2 separate regions of the Mus musculus genome follow, and region 2 is linked to region 1. A link is a contact called in public promoter capture Hi-C data. All regions are on one chromosome and are shown on one strand. The core of a region is the stretch at or near the end of the contact, and the rest is flanking DNA. Distances in the headings are between cores, read along the strand shown.

Region 1 (3,196 bases), core at 418-2,917:
TGACCTCGAATTTGCTGTAATCCTCCTGCCTGTGTCTCCTGAGTGTTAGGACCGTAGGTGTGCATCACTATGCCCAGGCCATTTAAGTGTTTAAGGTTTTTTTAAATTTACTTTTGTGTGTATGTGTCTGCATATGTACATACATGAGTGCACGTGCCCGAGGAAGCCAGAAGAGGACATGTCATCCTCTGGAGATGAAAGTACAAGCTACTGTGACCCTCCAGTGTAGGTGTTTGGAACTGAAGTCAGATTTTCTGAAATTGCTGAGCCATCTGTCTCTCCGGCCCCTCAAACTGGCTTAACTTTTCACTTATGTATTGATAATTCATTTCTTTTTAATATTTTTTTCTAATTTTAAGTCTTAGTATGTGTATAAAGAGGGTGCGATATGTGAACATACACCCTTCTCTGAGACGCACCTGTGGCAGTCAGAGGACAAAACTCTGTAGTTAGTTCTTATACCGTGATGGGTTCAAAGAATCGTATCAGGTCAATCAGGCTCGTATGGGAGAACTTCTACCTAGTGAGCGAACCATCACAATGCCCCTCGTTTCTTTTTTTTTTTTGGGGGGGGGGGGGTCGAGACAGGGTTTCTCTGTGTAGCCCTGACTGTCCTGGAACTCACTCTGTAGACCAGGCTGGCCTCGAACTCAGAAATCCGCCTGCCTCTGCCTCCTGAGTGCTGGGATTAAAGGCGTGCGCCACCACGCCCGGCCCCTCCTCTCTTTTCTATCTTAAATAATATTTGTCTGGATGCAACACAACCTCAAATATTTTATGCGCTGCGCTGCGGGGTGGGAGTGGGAGGTACTGAGAGCCTGGCGTAGTGACACACTCCCGTAGCATTAAGCTGGGGGATCATGAGTTCAAAGCCAGCCTTAGATAAAAAGTCCCAGGCCAGTCTTGGCTAAATAAATTAATGATAATCCTGTCTCAAAACAACAAACGATAGGCAGGTAGGTGGGTGGGTAGGTACAGATATAATAAAGTTGCACAGGTCAGCTTGGATGACTCAGAAGAGGCAAACGAGGAGACTAACGGTCTGAACAACCAGACTCCGGCACTAGATGGCGGAGCTGAACCTCCACCAAGGGCCCGCCTCTACCCCTTTGTCCCCGCCCTAATCTCCTCCCCGCTCCCAACGCCTTCTTTCCTCTCCGCGAGCGTCAATGGAGCTGAAGCAACTTCCGCCCAAAGAAGGGTGGGGCTTCCGTGTATCTCTTGGTCTCGCGAATGCTAATGCTAGCACAAAAGGTGGTGGTGGCCACATGTCATAGTGCCTTTTCCCTGGATTGCCTGTCACGGTTCCGCCCGTAACTATTCCCATTTCCGGCCAGGAAGCAGGGTCTTGCGCTGAATCCCGCCTTCCTTTCGTGCGCGCTCAACTTCGCCCGCACTTCCGCCCTCAAAAGTTTCCGCCTCCTTGTTCCCGCCAGACACACAAGGCTCAAATGAAGGCCGACTCCCCCAGCTCGCTCCGGTCACGCCCAAGGAAACGGAAAGAGGAACCAGATCCCTTATCCTCCTCCCGAGTCCCTTCTCTTGGCTTCTCCACCCCTTCCTCTTACAGACCCGCCCATTTTGGGTGGAGATGAAGCCATATTCGCCCTCAGAAAGGCGGAGCCCTCTGGTTTAGCCGCTCTCGCGAGCACTCCGAAATCTCGCGAGACTCGACGCCCGACTTGTGCGCCCGGGAAACCCCGTCGTTCCCTTTCCCCTGGCTGGCAGCGCGGAGGCCGCACGGTGAGTGAGGGCTCTGGGTCGCGGCTGTGCGCGGGGCCACGGGGCCGGGCTTTCTGGCCCCAAGAGCTCGTGCCGGGACCGCGGGAAGCCCGGCGCGGGGTCGCTCCGCCCTCTGGAGCCGCGGCCACGTGCGAGCGGCAGGCCCGGACATGCCTGATCGCCGCAATCCGGGAGCCCGGAGGGTTAGGTGGGCAGCGGAGGGGTGAGTGGGACGCCCGGAACGTGGGCTTGAGGGAGCGGGGTGTGGAGGGCTCTCCCACGCGGTCACCACGCCGCGGTGCTGCGATCCGCGTGGCGTGTGCACCCGGCAACTCTGTTGGACCTGCAGGAGCCGAGTTGCAGGGACATGAGGCTGGGTGGATGCTGAGGCTTTGGGGTGGACTGGCGACGAGCAGGGTTGGTGTTGACCTGGACCCACGTCAGGGGTTTGCACCAAGCCTGACCTCGGCATGCTTGTCCCTTCCTCAGATGCCCGGAGTTACTGTAAAAGACGTTAACCAGCAGGAGTTCGTCAGAGCTCTGGCAGCCTTCCTCAAAAAGTAAGTGTTTGTTGGAACTGAGGCCTGACCCCTGTGCGCTGTGACCCCAATGTGTCATTAATCCCTCTGGCCACTTGCTGGGGGTCTTTTCTGAATTGGGCCTACGGTGACCATGCTTCCTTTTTAACCTGTTCGTTCTTGCTTTTTTTTTCCCCCAACCTTGTTAACTTGCTAAAGGTTAGTAGATCTGAAGTCATCTTTGGAAATTTTTGAAGTGTGCTTTTTCTCAATTCTCTTGGTTCTAGGTCCGGGAAGCTGAAAGTCCCCGAATGGGTGGACACAGTCAAGCTGGCCAAACATAAAGAGCTTGCCCCATATGATGAGAACTGGTTCTACACACGAGCTGGTAAGAACTGAGGCTTTGGCTGGGAGTGGGAACCTGGGCGACCCCAGGCAGGGACCCTGTCTTCCCCTCCCATCTACACCAGGAGACAGACCTCATTATTGAATAGCTGTAGCTTTAAACTAGAAAGGAAATCTGAGGGCAAATGAGTGTCCATATTTTGCTTACTTGAGAGTCTTAACAGCTTTCTGTGTCCACGGTTATAGCATTTAGATTTGAACAACTGTCAACTCCTGTTTGGTTGAGTGGTCGGGAGTGCCACTCCTGTTATAAAGGAAACTTACAGATCTGGTGCCCAAAGAAAACTTTGGGGTGCCCCTCTGGTCTCTCTGGATCCTGCCTGGGTGCTTTGTGCATCCTGTTGTCTCTAGTCTTTAGGGGAGCAGGATTCTTTCTGCTGGGTAGTGCCAGGGTTGCAGTTCATGGCCAGGCCTTTGCTAGGGGGGGGCCCTGCCTGAGAATTCCCCTGGTCGTGGGAAGTAAGTTCCTCTTCGCTTAAGACCGTGAAGCAGTTTATAAGTTAATATTAAATGTCCACGGGATCCACTTTGTTTCAGGCTTTGGCATGGGC
Region 2 (3,196 bases), core at 451-2,950, about 20 Mb after region 1:
AAACTACAACTTCTAGTTCCCAGACGTTCACACAGCAGTCTACACACTCCTGGACCCCACACTGCTCTGCCCATGGGACACCTCCAGCCTAGCCAGTGACTGTCTTGTCTAGAGTCATTATCCCAAGCTACCAGAGTCACCTGAAACAGGGGGACAGGTGCACAGACATGTTCTTGTGACGCTTCTCAAAGCGATTGTACTTTCGGATGTAATGGAGATAGTCCCGGCGGATGACAATGGTCCTCTGCATCTTCATCTTCGTCACGACACCTGGGAGAGTAACAGAAAGGTGTTAGCAGGTAGGAGTCAGTTGAACGGGGCTCCCAAGAAGCTCCATTTATGGCATCAGCTTTGTCAACTGGCTGTCTCAGCAGTGCCCTAGAGGACATCTGAAGACCATCGTGAGAACAGACATCACTTGCCAGCGCCCCTGGACGCAGGAACCTAGAACCACCCTTCCAACATCCCACTCACCAGACAGGATCCGACCTCGGATGGAGACGTTACCAGTGAAGGGGCATTTCTTGTCTATGTAGGTACCCTCAATAGCCTGCAAAGTTAAGAAAGTGGGGTTTAGATTACCACTTCCTAAACAGAACCAAGGATGACGCCTCAGGGCCCATACTACAATTCCCAGGGGCCCATGGGAAGCCACTGTGAAGGGGGCGGGGTGGCTGTGCTCCCACACGTGCAGGGCAGCAGGGATCTCATCTGCTGGAGGGTCCTGTACCTCTTTAGGCGTCTTGAAGCCTAGACCGATATTCTTGTAGTACCGAGGGAGTTTTTCCTTGCCGGTTTCTCCCAGCAGAACCCGCTTCTTGTTTTGAAAGATCGTAGGCTGCTTTTGGTAAGCACGCTCCGTCTGTAGGGATGAGAATTTGGTGAGGTTGCAGGTAAAGTTCAAGGAAATCAGAGACAATATTTCTTCCTTCCTACCTTCAACCTTATTTGCCCCAATCGCCAAAACCGGCTGGTCAGGGCTCTCCAACCACCCCAAGTCTAGTTTAGCTCACACACTGCGTCCCATCTAACACCTCCACAGCCTGCAGAACTCACGGCTGAGATCAAAAAGAGCTTTTCAGCCAGACTGGACCTCCAAAACATACAAATCCACTCATTCGGGATTCAAGCTTATGTCCACGTAGCCGAGCCTGGTGGGCCGGATCTGTCATCCCGGTTGAGGTTGAGGCAGGATGGCAAGTTTAAGACAAGCCTAAGCTCATCGAGGCCAGAGCTGCGCTCACACTGAAAACTACAGCGAGGTCGGGACCGCAGCCCTGCCGTAGAGCGCACGAGGTCCGGGCCTCAGTCTCCATCAAGGGGAAAAAACCTGCTTTACCCAGTGTCCCCGGCTCTGCCGCCGCAGGACTCCCGCGCCGCAGGATGCCCTCCTCCCGCCACAATCCCTCACCCGTTAAGCTCTGAGCTTTAAGAACCAACTCCCGAAGCGCCAGGGACCCCATTACTGCGTAGAGCCCGGATTTCCGAGCCGCCTGAGACGAAGGCATTCGCAGGCATCCTCGCTTCAGCTAATGCGTAAGACAACGAGGACGCCAAGGGATACGCTCCACACCGAAGCGTCGGGGGAAAGCAACTAAACGCTCGAACCTGAATGTCCGCCATCTTCCCGGCCGCCGGAGAAAGGGAGAGGCAGGGCCGCTCCCGGCTTCCTTATTCACCACGCGAGGTCGGGGCGGAAGTGACGCGGGGTTATCCTCACGGAGGTGGGAGGTACTTCCGGCGAGAGCCCGCGTTCCTGGGACTGTCCGTACGCCGCCATGACGGGGGAGGACTAAGGGGCGGGAAGATCCTATCATCTCGCGAGATTTCAGGAGCACGATGTGGAGGAAACGTGCATCATGTGGTACGGCGAGGCTTAGGGCGGAGAAGGCGTGCCGTACGGGTTGGGAAACACGTGCTGGGATTCAGTTTCCAGAGAGAAGCGGCCGTGCAGAGCGGGTCTCAAGAAAGGGGTGAACCGCTTTACAGCAGAGTATCTGCCATACGATGTCAGGAGCAGCCAGCGTCGACCGAATAGTCAACCTTTCTTCCTTTTATTAAAGGCCGACGTCACCAAGGTCGCATGTCCTTTGTTGACAGTATCTCAGGCTGCGCGTCTACCCACACTTTGATGGGTTTATGTCCTGACTACTCGTGGATGAGTGTCTAACCTTAGGTGACCACCCCAGGTAATAGAGGAACCATTTAGCCAGGTGGCAAAAGCTTGTGTCAGTTTCTCGTATTCACCGTTCTAGCCCTGCACAGATGGGCTAGAACAGTATAAAGCATATTTTCAAAATAGATTGACATTTTGAGTGGTGCTGGATCTTTTTAACCCCAGCACTCACGGAGGCATAAGGACTTGGCTTCCAGGTCAGCTAGCTGTAATAAAAACTCTAGTGGTGGTTAACATGGGAAGCATTTTTAAGATTATATGTAAGTACACTGTAGCTGTTCTCAGATACTCCAGAAGAGGGCATCAGATTTCATTATGGATAGTTGTTAGGCACCATTTGGTTGCTGGGATTTGAACTCGGATCCTTCGTAAGAGCAGTCTGTGCTCTTAACCACTGAGCCATCTCGCCAGCCCCCGGAAGGATTTGATGTTTAAAGAACCAGAAGACTCAGGCGTGGTAAATGCCTTTAGTCCCAGCCTTTGTGTCATGGCCTGACCTCCTACAGTCCAGGTACCAGCTCTTGTATCTTGGTGCTGACTTACAGTAACACCATCTAGGACAGGACCCAAGATGTATATCTGCAACTTTTGAGCAACAAAGCCTATCCCGTGAGCAAGGATTCACCCAAAGGGGCCCCCCATGCAGATGACCTGCTGGTGCCCTCTGCCCCTCTCTGCACAGCACACATCGTACACACTTAAGTCAAATAATTTATTAGCACATAAAATCCTCCAGAAAAATACTGCTTTGTGGTCTGCTGGGAAGGAGCAAGGCAGTGCTCCAAGTGTGCACTTGTGAACCCCAGCTCATGTGCAGATCTCATTTTCATAGCTGCAGAATAGGGTACTTGGTCAGGTGGGTGGGGCAGCCCTGCTACTCATTTTCAACACTGAAGCTCAACTGATTCATCCCATGGTTTGCACTTTAATAAAAACTCATGCAGGTGGTGCGCTGTCAGCTCTCTAATGTCCCCTCTACCCACAGGAGCAGTGCCTAAGGAACCTTTGGTCCCCACTTCC

The links. Promoter capture Hi-C pulls out the DNA fragments that hold promoters and counts their contacts.
Region 2: a promoter capture Hi-C map of cranial neural crest shows a contact between it and region 1. The contact joins the promoter of Rps11 here to the promoter of Rps19 in region 1.

The regions. Positions count from the first base shown.
Region 1 is chr7:24,882,925-24,886,120 of GRCm38.p6, forward strand. It overlaps Rps19 (ribosomal protein S19), which reads left to right and starts at 1,668. Exons shown (of 6, transcript NM_001360119.1): 1 at 1,668-1,743; 2 at 2,212-2,282; 3 at 2,528-2,628. The coding sequence starts at 2,212.
Region 2 is chr7:45,122,689-45,125,884 of GRCm38.p6, forward strand. Rps11 (ribosomal protein S11) reads right to left here and starts at 1,701. Exons shown (of 5, transcript NM_013725.4): 1 at 1,609-1,701; 2 at 731-862; 3 at 475-550; 4 at 141-270. The coding sequence starts at 1,623. It overlaps Rpl13a (ribosomal protein L13A), which reads right to left. Exons shown (of 8, transcript NM_009438.5): 8 at 2,875-3,196. It overlaps Snord35b (small nucleolar RNA, C/D box 35B), which reads right to left and starts at 423; the gene lies at 337-423.